Regions from separate parts of the Mus musculus genome. Here region 1 is linked to region 2. A link is a contact called in public Hi-C data. All regions are on one chromosome and are shown on one strand. Each heading gives the region's core, a stretch centred on a gene start, on an enhancer-like site or on the middle of the called end of the contact. The rest is flanking DNA. Distances are from core to core; before and after follow the strand shown.

Region 1 (6,688 bases), core at 4,188-6,687, 200 kb before region 2:
AACAAGCATGGCACCATCTATGCCAGTGCTGAGCTGGCTGTACAAGGTAAAGGACCCAGGAGGCAGGGACAGCCCTGGTGCTTGAAGGTTGTGTCTGGCTGGGCTTCTCCAAATGCACACTTGCAGGCTCGTGTGCTAACATACACATGTATGTTCTTTCTTGTTTTCCAATGGCCCCTGAGTAGCACCAGTTTCAAGACATGAGACTGAGAGTTTTCCAAAGACATGGTTTTTGGGTTTTTTTTTTTTGTTTGTTTGTTTTTGTTTTTACTTGCTGCATTGAAAAGATCTGATCTGTATTTAACCTAGTTCCTTCAGCTCTGTGGCCTGTGGCAAGTTACCTGATTCTATGCCTCAGTTTCCTGATTTTAAAAAATGCTTCATCCTGTCCTTGAACAGCGCTTTGAGGGGAATTGAAATTCAAAGGGTGAACTATGACAGGCCTGACATTCAGACGGGGACAAGGAACACCAGCCACTTGAGCTTACAAGGCACGTTTTCTCTGCTGCAAGATGAACGTTAGAAGCCTTTATTAAGTTTAATAAGGCTCAACAAAGACTTACTCGTTTTATTTTTTATTTTATTTGTACGAATGCCTGTATTTGTATGTGTATCACATGTTACAGAAGTCAAAAGAAAGTGTAGATTCTCCTGAAACTGGAGTTACAGATGGTTGTGAGCCACTGGGCACTGGAAATTAAACTCAGGTCCATGCTCTGACTTACTGAGCCATCTCTCCAGCCCCAAGACTCTTCCTTTCATTCAATTATTCAACCAATAACTTACAAAGCATCTCATGAGGAGCAAATACAGTAGTACTTAAATACTTAAAGTACTGTACAAGAAAAGGGAGAGGAACAAACTTAGAATTTATTCCAGAGAACCCTAAAAGTATGGTTAAAAAAATACCAAGGACAGCAGTGGTACCCAGGTGAGCAGGTTAGATGGGGTGGTCAGGAAAGACTCTGAGGAAGTCACGTTTAGACTGTGACCTGAGGGAGACAGACTTGTAAATATCTGGGGAAGTTTCAGGTAATATGCATGCAGACACAATGATCCAAAGGCAGGTAAGACTTGGCATTCAGGGGGTTAAAAGGAAAGCTATGGGGCGTGGAGGTGGAAAGATGACTCATCAGTTAAGAGGACTGGCTGCTCTTACACAGCAGACCCAGGTTCCATCCCCAGTACCCACAGGGTGGCTCACAACTACCTCTAATTCCAGTTCCAGAGACTCATACGCCCTCTTCTGGCCGCCTTAGGCACTGCATGCAAGTGGTACCCAGACATACAAGCAGGCAAAACATTCATATATATATATATGTGTGTGTGTGTGTGTGTGTGTGTGTGTGTGTGTAAAGTAAAAATAAAAGAAGTCTTTAAAAGAAAAAGGGAAAAAGTTGAAAGCAAGACAGACAGTTGGAGCGTGTGAGAGGGACGAGTGGAGCCAGATGTGATGACACAGGGGTAGATGAGTTCTAGAGATGTTGCTGCCACTTGACAAGTTGGTCTCCAGAGGCCAGATGCTTAGCACATAGCCAGGTGACATCTTAGTTGAGGTGGGCGGGTGGCTATCTCGAGGGTGAGTGTTTGAGCACCCTCTCTCCTGCAGCTCTGGCCCCAGACTTCAGGCAGAACCCTGTGAGGCGGCTGATCCCTGCAGCCCGAGGGGGAGAGATCAGTATCCCGTGCCAGCCCCGTGCGGCTCCAAAAGCTACAATACTGTGGAGCAAGGGTACTGAGATTCTGGGGAACAGTACCAGGTAGGTTCTGTGTGCCACCGCTGAGATGACGTCTTGGAGGTCAGTCCCCTTCCAATGGCCACGGTGTGTCCCTCAGTTGACTAGATCTTTTTCTGTCCTTGCTGCAGAGTGACTGTCACTTTGGACGGCACCTTGATTATCAGAAACATCAGTCGATCGGATGAAGGCAAATATACCTGCTTTGCTGAGAACTTCATGGGCAAAGCCAACAGTACCGGGATCCTGTCTGTGCGAGGTAAGGACTGTGGTCTGTTCAGATGCTGGGATGCTGTTCTGCCAACCATCTGCTCTTGGCTTCCTATACATCTGCTTTCAAGGCAACGTCAGAACTCAGTCTCTCTTGGGACCACCCCTGGCCAGCCTCCAGAATCTGACCACTCATGAATATGCATCTCTTCTAGGGGTACAGGCCAGAGCCTCTCTCCTTCCTGGGCTTTTTCCCTCACAGAGCCTTGTTTTGTTGTTGCTGTTTTGCTTTGTAGATGCAACGAAGATCACGCTAGCTCCTTCGAGTGCTGACATCAATGTGGGTGATAACCTGACCCTACAGTGCCACGCCTCGCATGACCCCACTATGGACCTCACGTTCACCTGGACCCTGGATGACTTCCCTGTTGACTTTGATAAGCCTGGAGGTCACTACCGGAGAGCCAGTGTGGTAAGGCCTGAGGCCTCATAATTCTCCCTCCTTCCAGATAAGACAGGGGACTTGAGATGGCCTCAGTCATTACCAGCTTCAGGCTTTCCAAAGTTTCCCCTAACCCCCGAGGCCATGCCGAGAAAGCTCACCCTAGGACCCACCGCCACCTTTCCTGCATCCACCCAAGGACCACCCTTCTAAGTTAGAATCAAGCTTTAGCATTCCAAGTACCCCAGGAGATTCTCTCCACTATTGTCCCTCTCCCCTAGTGCAAATGCCATCATTAACTTGGCTCATGAAGACTGTCTTATGTGGCACGCTTTGATGTCCAGTGGTACCAAGTAGCTCATTCTTCCCATTGAACAGATAGGAACACTGAGGCACAGAGAGCATGGATGCCATTCAGCCAGGGAATCTAGGCTCCATTTCGTCTTGTGGCCTATTACACTAGTCAGGGCTTCCTCCTGTCTCATCATTCCTTGCTGTTCCCTGTGCACAGAAGGAGACCATTGGGGACCTGACTATCCTGAATGCCCAGCTACGCCACGGAGGGACATACACATGCATGGCCCAGACAGTGGTGGATGGTGCATCCAAGGAGGCCACAGTCCTGGTCCGAGGTAATGGGAGTCAGCCACCACAGGTCTCAGAGAGGCTCTAGGCTTTCCGACTCTCCCCACCTCTCTTCCCTCCCTGAAGGCTGACAGAAGCTGGAGAGATGGACACTTCTGTTTAGTGCCTGTGTAGTTCTTTGTGGGTCCTAAATGAGTAGACTATGTCTTCCAAAGCCATGATCAAGAAAGAAAATGTACCCTAAACACCCCTAAGACTTTACCTCATGAGCCCAGGAGTTCCAGGTCCAGTACAGGGCAAACTTGTACACCCTTCTGTGAGCCACCAAGTCTGAGATGCTTCGCTCCTCATCTTTCTCCTCTGCCCCCATCCTCTGGCCTCCCACCCTATCTCTCCTGCCCTCTGATGCCCCATCTAGATACTGAGTCAGCCCAAGCTGAGGCTAGATAAAACCGACTCAAACTGTCCACCTCTGACCCAGGGTGCTCTGCTTCTTACAGGTCCCCCAGGTCCTCCTGGGGGTGTGGTGGTGAGAGACATTGGAGACACTACTGTTCAGCTTAGCTGGAGTCGTGGCTTTGACAATCACAGCCCCATTGCCAAGTACACCCTGCAAGCGCGGACTCCACCCTCAGGGAAATGGAAGCAGGTTCGGACCAGTAAGTATGAGGCACCATGTGGGTCAGTTTTAATAACCACTGTGTGCACAGCAGAAGACAGGGGTCAAAGGGTCAAGGCTGACCCTAAGGCTTTGAAAAGAATTAAGGTGTGTTCTCTTACCTCCAGGGAGAACCTAGGCAGGCAGGGAAACCTTCATAGCCAGGAGGGTAAGGAGAGGGAGAGCTGGAGGCAGCAGCCTTGTGTTGCTAGAGAACGCCGGCATGCTCAACATCCGTGGAGGGAAGAGCAAAGGCCCTGTGGCATCAGAGCTCACTAGCTTTTCAGACAAGCTTTTCAGTCAAAGAGTAATTGAGGGCTTAGCGAACGAACGGTAGGACCATGCTGAGGGCAGAACACAAATGGCCACATGGGTCCGGAACCTGCCACCATCATAAATGGCCGCTGGCCGCTGACTGCCTGGGACCTTGCAGATCCTGTGAATATCGAGGGCAACGCGGAAACTGCCCAGGTGCTGGGGCTCATGCCTTGGATGGACTATGAGTTTCGGGTTTCAGCTAGCAACATCTTGGGCACTGGGGAGCCCAGCGGCCCCTCCAGCAGAATCCGCACTAAGGAAGCAGGTGAGTGTCTGGAGTTCTCTGCAAAGGGAGCCCCAGCAGAGGGAGTCCCCAGCAGAGGGAGTCCCCAGCAGAGGGAGCTCTAGGCTCTAGCAGGGGGGGGGGGAGCGGGGGGGCGGGGGGGGGGCTGGGGAGAGCTCCAGCGCTGTGGGGGGAGGAGCCCCAGCAGAGAGCGCTCTAGAGGAGGAGCTCCAGCATTGTGGGGGGAGGAGCCTCAGGAGGGGAAGCTTCTGCAGAGGGAGCCCCAGCAGAGGGAGCTCTGGGGGGCAGCTCCAGCGGTGTGGGGGAGGAGCTCCAGTAGGGGGAGCCCCAACAGAGGGGGCATCAGAGAGGGTGGGAGGGAGGGGCAGCCAAGGGACCCCCAGCAGAGGAAGCAGAAACAAAGTTCCAATCTGCTTACCAGGCCTCGGCTCTCTGGTCAATAGGCGAAAGATGAAAAGTTAGAGACAAGCTGCTGCTTAGACAAAGCGCCTGATCCAAACCCCTTGCTGAAAAGCACGCCTGCAGGCAGATCTATAGTCATTGTTTTGGCTTAGTATTTAAAGCCAGAAGAGCTGATTTGAACAAGGATCACACTGTGAGAGCCTGCTCTTGAACCTAGGACAAGAACCTTGAGTGGGTTTTTAAGTGCCCACAAACTGCAGAAATCAGCTAATGAGGAAGGTGTCTGTGTGCATGTGTACACTCGTGTGGGTGTGGACACACATTCACTGTGCAGGGGGCTGGAGAGGCAGCCAGACTCCAGGCCCTGTTTCACTGGCATCTGTGGAGCAGGAGGCCTGAGACCCTCAGTGAAAGCGTTTGTCAGAGTCAGGGGAGAGTGTGAGGAGAGAACCAGGAAGGGCTCAGGCATGGCCTTCACCTGCCCAGAGGCAGCTGCTATGCTCTCACCATTCCCAGCGGAGGGCCTGGGACCACACAGCGGCATCGTGGTCAGAATCCTGTCTCCCTCCTATCCAGCCAGACCTGTGCTTGCGTGTGGTGGAGGGTCTACCTCCATGTCTCCTACCTGCTCCAGGCTGACTCTCCAGGTTCTGGAACCACACAACATTTTAATCTGGCACCCGTGTTGAGTAGGAAACTCCAGAAGGCATGCTTTCTGACCGAACTTCTTAGGGATTCTAGCATCTCAGAAACTGATGCGCACAGACGCGCAAAGGGACAGCGAGGATCTTTAAAGTCATAAGAGCAGAGATCACGTTCTAGCTGGGCGGTGCGTTAGCTGTGTGAACTTTGGACAAGTTGCTTAACTGCTCTGGACCTCAGGCTTTCTGTCTTAACCCTGGCCCTCTGTGAGCTGACAGAAGCCATCTTTGTGTTTTTCAGTCTTGTTTAATACCAAAGACGGGAGATTAAATCGAGAGGGGAGAGAGGGAAGGAGAGGGAGAGGGGGAGAGAGAGAATCAGGGAAATACCTTGGGATACCCTCTAACAAAATGTATTGTTTTGTTGTTGTTTGCATTAACTGGCATTCAAAATCCTTTAGTCTCATCAGCTGAATGAAGCAAACTGGAGTTGGTCTCTGGTTTAGCTAAAGCCAACAGGGGTAAGGATGACATATAAGAGTAGCCATTCCGTGCTGCCTGGCCTCTCATTTCAATTCTTCTACTTTCACCTTGACAGACACATCATCATCATCATCATCATCATCATCATATCATCATCATCATCATCCTCTAGAGAGTATAGGCAGGGCCCAGAAAGGTTAAGTGACTAGGCAGAGGAAGTACAGCAAAGATGGGAATTGTTCTCAGGCTAGCCTGACTCTGCAGTCATGCACAGAAGGACTATGGGAAAATAACTTAGGACACCCCATCTAAGATGATCCAGGCACAGGCTAGGGGATTGCTCCCCCCTTTCTGCCCATTAACATGACCCATTTGTGTTTCTTGCCCCTTACAGTCCCCTCTGTGGCACCATCTGGACTCAGTGGAGGGGGAGGAGCCCCTGGAGAGCTTACCATCAACTGGACTGTAAGTGGACAGGGACAGAGAAGCAGGCAGGTGCCTTGCCTCTCAGGAGTCACACCCCTTTCCCTCCTGACATAGTTTGTCTACAGACAAAGTGGCAGCAACAGAAAAGACCGATGAAGTCTCATTTGGAAGCTGGCAGCTTCCTTCCCTCCCCTTGCATCTCTCACAGGCATCCCGGGGTCACTCCTCTGGGTGAAGACTGGGTGGAGTCCGATGGATGGGTAGGGACACACACCCATGACCCCTGGCCCACACCGTGCTCTTGCCCTCAGCCCATGTCACGAGAGTACCAGAATGGAGACGGCTTCGGCTACCTGCTGTCCTTCCGCAGGCAAGGCAGCTCCAGTTGGCAGACGGCCCGGGTGCCCGGCGCTGATACCCAGTACTTCGTCTACAGCAACGATAGCATCCATCCCTACACACCCTTTGAGGTCAAGATCCGAAGCTACAATCGCCGGGGGGATGGGCCCGAGAGCCTCACTGCCATCGTGTACTCAGCAGAGG
Region 2 (6,424 bases), core at 3,739-6,238:
CTGATTCTCACTTGTCTCAAGCCATGCAACACAAGGCACAGAAAACTAGGAGCCTCTGGCTAACTGGGCTGTCCAGTTTGTTTGTTTGTTTGATAAGACTTATTTATTTATCTTTACTTTATGCATATGGGTGTTTTGCCTGTGTGCCATACATATGTGCCACAGGCATATGATGCCCATGGGGATCAGAAGAGGGCTTTGGATCCCCTGAAATTGGAGTTACAGATGGTTCTGAGCAGCCAACAACACGGGCGCTGGAAACCAAACTCAGGTCCTCTGCAAGGGCAGCAAGTGCCTCTATCTGCTCAGCTATGGCTGCACTCCTGGGCTGTCCAGCTTTTAAAGTCCTGGCTCATGGAAAGGCTTGGGGAGCATTGGGAGTGGCTTTCTTTACTTGGAAGAGCATAGGGAACCAGCCCAGGAGAAAACTGTTTCAGATATGGAAGGATGGGTGAGGTTTTCGGCTAAGACAGTGGGCTAGGGAAGTGAATCAGAGCATGCCAGGCAGGTCAGGGTAGATCTCCAAGTTTCCTTCCATGCGTCAACGTTCTGTGTACAGCTTCTTCAGAAATGGGTCACCGCAATGTCAGGAAGGAGCCATCTAAGGACCGTTGCTAGGCCGTCAGGCTGGGCCATGTTAGCTGCCAGAGCAGACCTGCTAAAACCATTCTCGTCCTTGAAGCTCTTCGAGTTCATAAAGGCAACAAAGCTAACTCCCCAACCAGCAGCGAACACTTCAGAAAGATAAACTCAGGGCTGGAGAGATGGCTCAGTGGTTAAGAGCACTGACTGCTCTTCCAGAGGTCCTGAGTTCAAATCCCAGCAACCACATGGTGGCTCACAACCATCCATAATGAGATCTGATGCCCTCTTTTGGTGTGTCTGCAGACAACTACAGTGTACTTACATATAATAATAAATAAATCTTAAAAAAAAGGAAAGAAAGAAAGATAAACTCACTTCACCAAAGTTCCTCCATGCACAGGACAGGACTACAATGAAGGAGAAGCTAGTATCTCAGAAGACAAAAGTTCCTTGGAGGTGTCCAATTCTGCCCTGCCCCCCATCTCTGGAGAAGGGACTGCCCGTATCTTGCCATGGGCCACATTGTGTGTGCCACTCCTTCCACTTAAAACATGCCCACTCTTTGCCAACACCCTGAGGAGTTAGTTGGTACTGAGGCTCCATGGGTAAATAACTCCTCTCTCCCAGAGCTCGGATTAGAAATGATCTGCATTCAAGTGATCAGAAAGCTTTAGAAAGAAAAAGAAGGGAAGGGGGTGGGGAGGGCAGAGATGCTAGTTCTGGTTGCTGGGAGAGATGGCCCAAGTTGGGCACCTCTGGTCACAGCCAAGATCCTTGACTCGTTTGTGCCCTTTCATGGGAAGCAGGCAAGGTGCTGGATGATGACCCACTTAGATAGTGCAGGAGAGGTTAGGTTAGGCAGTCCTGGCTGAGCAGCGGGGATGTACCACCTTACCAAGAGCCAGACGGGAATCAGGAAGAAGCTGTGCAGGTAACCTGAGCCATCTCCCCAAGTCCCATCGAATGCCACCTCCTCCCTGCCTCCTCCTAGCCCACTCTGCCAGGTTCCTGAGCAAGGAGCTTCTCTGCCCAGCCCTTTTGTGTGGTTTGGCTGGAGCCCAAGGACAAGAGTCGCCTGCAGCCTCCCTCCCTGCTGCTGAGCAGGCAGGTGCAGGAGGAGCTGGGAGGGCAGCATCTTGCCCAACAAGCCTTTGGCGGCTGGCCAACCGGAGTCCTTCTCTGAAGTTGGCTGAATGAGAGATGAGGGCTTTGAACAAAGCAGAGACCATAGTGATTCAACTCAAGAAGACTGAGCCCAGTCCATGCTTCTTATTGAGGCAGGAGAGGACCAGGGTAAGAGAGTTCCCTAGGTCAAAGTCACCCTTACTGGGACAATAAGCCACATGTGTCTGAGACACTGCTAGGATTTTACAGATATTATTTTATTTAATCCTAGGGAAACCCACTACATTATAATCTGCATTTTACACAGAGGGGACTCTAGAGAGGTAACGCATCCGGCAAGCAATAGGAAGCACAATTGGACACTTTGCAGGAATATAGTATCGTTCCTGCACCCAGGATCCTTCAGCAAAGAATGGGGGTTCCCAGTGCCGTCTCCCACTCTAAACATTGCCTGCAGTGCTGGGAGGGCAGCTGGAGCTAGCCGATGGGATGACAAAGCACTCAGAGGCAAGCCCGGGCTCATCTCAAAATTAACTTCCAGACCAAGACTCAGCACTTGGTCATCCAAAGCTTATGGTGGACAAGTCTGGAGGTTTTGCTGCAGGTCTGCCATTGCCCAGCCAGAAGACAAGTCACTTCCCCTCTCTGGGCCTCAGTTCCCTCATCTGCCAATGAAGGAAGCAGCTTGTCTCCGTCGTTTCTCAATCTTCTGTAGCCCACTGAGCAATTGGAAATGTAAAAGGAACAGAAGCAATGTGACCCCACAGAACTACCCACATGGGTGCCCTTCTGGCCCCCTTAGTGGTGACTGAGTCATCCATGCAGATCAGACCAATGGCTTCGGTGAGACCCGGGCATGTGTTTTTCTCTTTAGGGGTTGGTCAGGGGAGCTAGGAGACTCACAGGAGGAAATGTCATTTCGATACCAGGAATGTGTCTGAGATCCAGAGCAAATATTTGTTTTTCCTCTGATGCCCTCCTGGAGCAGCCATTAGTCCGTGTGTCCCCCCCCCCCCCCACACACACACCTGTCCCTCCCTTCAGATAATCCCATGGGACCCTGCTTAACTATCTCTATAAGGAGAATGGGAAGCAAGCTGCAAATGTGGTGAGAAATTCCTGGCAGCAGGAGGCTTTCCTGGGAACCACCAACAGCCCCAGCTCCTCAGGGCAAGGCCTAAGCAGCGCCATGTCCTTCTCCCCCACTGAAGTATCAGAAGTATAGGTCTCTTTAGGGAAAGCAGTTAAGATGTAGGGGTGGGTGGGTGGAGATGAGGGCACTGCTCCAGGATTGAGAAATCATTAGCACAGCGGAGAGCTGCTTTCCAAGAAAGGGGGGGGGGGGGGCTAAGCAAACTCTTAACAGCAATCCTGGGTGGTCCTGCTGGGGAGTTTCAGAGCAGGATCTCCACATTTGCTGATCTTGGCTCCTTGCATGCAGCAAGACATGGGAACCTGAGAGCTCCTTTTGATTTTCTCTGTTCTGATGCAAGAGTCATTGATTTACTTCACTTCAAAATCAAATGTGATCTCTCTCTGTCTCTCTCTCTCTGTCTTTCTCTGTCTCTCTTTCTCTGTGTGTGTGTCAATCAAGAGCTGATGTGAACTCTGAACTTTGATCTCAGTTTCTCAGACACTCTAGCTCCCTCAATCCACTCTTCCTACAACAAGCGACATAGCACACAAGCCACTATTAGCCACTATTTCCTAGCTAAGCCCCCAGACAAAGCCTGGGCCCTGAAGTCTCAAGGCTTAAGCCTCTGAGGCCCTGGCACTTTATAGAAAGAGAAAGAAAAGAAAGCCCGGAAGTACACGATTGCCCAATAACTGTAACCTGGCAGCGGGCAACTGGGGACTGTGCCAGGCCTTAGCAGGAAAAACATACTTGCTCCTATTGATGGGGTTATAATCCACTCCTTTCTCCAACATCCACTCTCCTTCACCAATGAAATGACTTCTTGAATTTCAAACCAGCTACTGGCTGCAAAAGCAAACAATTAGGGGAGGGGACCATTCCCATAGTCAATAGGGCAAATGATGGCTGTACATACACACCCCCTTACAAACAGCATCCACTGGACCTGCCAAATGTTCTCCCTAAACCACCTGCTCTGAGCCTTGCGAAAATGTGAATTATAGACCTTTTATAAAATAGTTCCCTTGGTGGAAAATGAGAGACTGCACATTTTAAACAAGTAGCCAGCTAATACTCAGGCCCACTGAACTAGAGTGGAAGAAACATTGTTGTGTAACTTTTGGTAAATTTGCTGTCCTTCCAAGGGGAGGTTTCCAGATAGGAGTATTCATTCTCAACACAGGATCTGTGATCAGGGCTCAAGTGCATTCACATTTATATCTTATTTTTTCCAAGCAGCTTGTGAGACAGGCTGTGTTCTCTCTATTTTTGCAGAAGGGGAAACAGAAAACAGAGATGGAGGAACTTGCTCAGAGTTACGGATTATTATTACGATTACACATGCGTAAATCAAAAGGGCAAGTTCCCCAAAGGCCTCACATCCAAAGATGTGGCTGGAGTGCTGGGAGTGGACCTGACATTTGGGCCTGCTTTTACATTTCCCAGAATAAAAACCTATCCCAACCAAACTTAGCTTCATTTCGGCTGGAAAGGCCCCAAAGTGTCAAGTCAGAGTTAAAGATCTCCACACCTCATCCATCTACTAAGAACTGGTGCTTTCAACTTCCTCCTTCCATTCTACTCTGTTGACGTTTGTTCCCGTCAAAATTCAAGTTAAGCTCCGTCTTCTCAAACTACAGGCATCTAGTGAAGCTAAGGTTCAGGACAGATGAGCACTGTCCTGAAAACCACGGACAGACACATCTAAAATGCGCGCGCCTGGCAACGCAGCCGAGGACACCGCAAGGGACGCGCTGTGAGCTCCCGAGAGCCGGGAGCCGCGAGGGACACTCACCAGACGCCCCGAGCTCTCTCGTGCCTTCTTCACCTTCCCGTAGGTGCCCTTGCCCAGCGTCTCCAGGAACTCGTAGCGGTGCCGCAGGTTGTGTTTGTGATGGTGCCGCTTCACCGCCTGCTTCTTCATCAGAGGTTTAGGCGACTTGATGAGCCCGTCCGCCAGCGGCCGGGCGCTCTCCGAGGCCAGGGCGGAGGCCGAGGGAGCCTGGCTCGGGCGCTGGAGTAAGGCCACCGACTCCATGGTGCGGGGACCGCGAGGTGGAGTGGGTCGGGCAGCAGTAGCAGCGCGCGCTGAGCCGCGGGCTCAGAGGTCACAGCCGCACCCGAGCACGCTAGAAAGCCCCGCGTTCCGAATTGCTATAAAACGTTTCGAGGGGGAATGTCCTGACCACGCCCCTGCGTCCCATTGGCCGACTTGCCGGCGGCTCGTGACCAAAACCTCTCGCATTGGTTCACCCTCTCCTGCCCCGTTCCTCCCCTTGGCTAGGCGCGGAAAGGTGTGAATGGGGCCCCGCCCACTTGGACCCGAGGCCCAGGAATGCGAGAATGGAGGCAGAGCCGAATTAATACCGAAGTGCCAGTCTTTAGGATTGAAGGCTCTCTGAATTGCTTTAGTCTCTGAATGACGCCAACCTTGTGCTATTGTGCTGTGTTCTCGGTTGGCAAGGGACAATCTAAGGGCACTAGAAAGTCCCGAAGTATTTCTCCACATGCAGTAAATTGTTTCTTCCAAGCTCAAAATCTGAAAAGCCTTTTGATAACTTCTTGAGGTCCATAAAGGAGAAAGTGAATAGGGAGATGGAATGGGTTGGAGACTGACGCCAGCTAAGCACTGGTAGAGAGCTGTCCTGACTCCATGTTCACTCTGCTTGGATTCCACCAACCTTAATTGGATTCTGGAATCCAACAGGCCTGGGAAATCCTTACTTTGTAGGGTTGCGTGGATTCCCTCAAGATGTGGTGGCCTTGTGGATCTCCATAAATTGTGAAAAAAGCACATCACATTCCAAGGACTTACATCCACGAGCTCCTAAATCTGTAAGGAGTGTCTTGGTCCCAGGGTTTCCTCCCAGTGGATTTTTTTTTTTTTTCAAAAGAGCAGGAGGTTGGGCATAAGATTTGGCTGCATTTAAGGGGCCTGGAAGGCTATGTCCAGACCCCCCTTTCCGATGTAGAAAGTGAGTTTACTTCTGCCACACAGCTGGCAAGAAAGCCTGGAATTCAGATACTGGCCTATAGGGAAAGAGTACAGGACAAGAGGACTTCCCTAATTCTAGCTATTCCGGGCAGGCATCCCTCCCTCATCTGCAGGACCTCATCTCTAGCTGTATCTTTAGGACTTGGCAGAGGATCAAAGAGGACTACGTCCTCAATTATCAAATTAAAAAAAAAACTACTCTCTGCCCATTTTCCTACTTCTGTTTGCCCTTTGAATCTTTTCAGAGGGAATAACTGGTATCTCCTTGTCTTGGAGCTCTCTGTAGCCAGAGACCATCCACCGGGAATCAGCCTTCTCTAAGTTCGGACGGTCCATGGAAACTGTATAGCTAGTTTAGTGCCCTATCTTCTGCCAGCTTGCCTCTCCACTCTGAGTAGTCTGTGAAAATAGAAAAGGCTCAACCAGTCTGCTCTCTGTGCGCCCTGTCTGTCAGTTCCTGGGGTCTGTCCAGGCAGAGTAGGACAATGAAAAGCATGTGTCAGAGGAGCAGGCTCAGGGATGGGAGACCTGGGTTCTAGACCTGACTGACATGAAAAGAGGAGGGAGCCCCTAGCCAAGATGAG

Evidence for each region. A called contact is a pair of places that touch in the nucleus more often than the background predicts.
Region 1: a Hi-C map of the G1E-ER4 cell line shows a contact between it and region 2, with 2.0 times the contacts expected there. The contact joins the enhancer-like site here to the promoter of Nuak2 in region 2. A contact is called at or near these places in 7 of 39 promoter capture datasets (the 3T3-L1 cell line, embryonic stem cells, liver and 2 more), 10 of 484 Hi-C or Micro-C datasets (B cells, the Ba/F3 cell line, the G1E-ER4 cell line and 3 more), 2 of 115 datasets of contacts at active chromatin or transcription factors (acute myeloid leukemia and embryonic stem cells) and 3 of 9 other capture datasets (adipose tissue, embryonic stem cells and liver).

The regions. Positions count from the first base shown.
Region 1 is chr1:132,518,665-132,525,352 of GRCm38.p6, reverse strand. Cntn2 (contactin 2) reads left to right here. Exons shown (of 23, transcript NM_177129.5): 10 at 1-46; 11 at 1,610-1,760; 12 at 1,868-1,995; 13 at 2,243-2,418; 14 at 2,900-3,020; 15 at 3,474-3,632; 16 at 4,065-4,214; 17 at 6,114-6,184; 18 at 6,457-6,688. Among named protein-coding and RNA genes, the nearest start is that of Tmem81, 16 kb to the right of the region's middle. Within about 2 kb of position 5,437, at least 11 of the 459 cell types and tissues checked have an H3K27ac peak or open chromatin away from gene starts, as enhancers often do. A contact at or near this core is called in the G1E-ER4 cell line and liver, where this site is marked.
Region 2 is chr1:132,314,689-132,321,112 of GRCm38.p6, reverse strand. Nuak2 (NUAK family, SNF1-like kinase, 2) reads right to left here and starts at 4,988. Exons shown (of 7, transcript NM_028778.4): 1 at 4,641-4,988. The coding sequence starts at 4,883.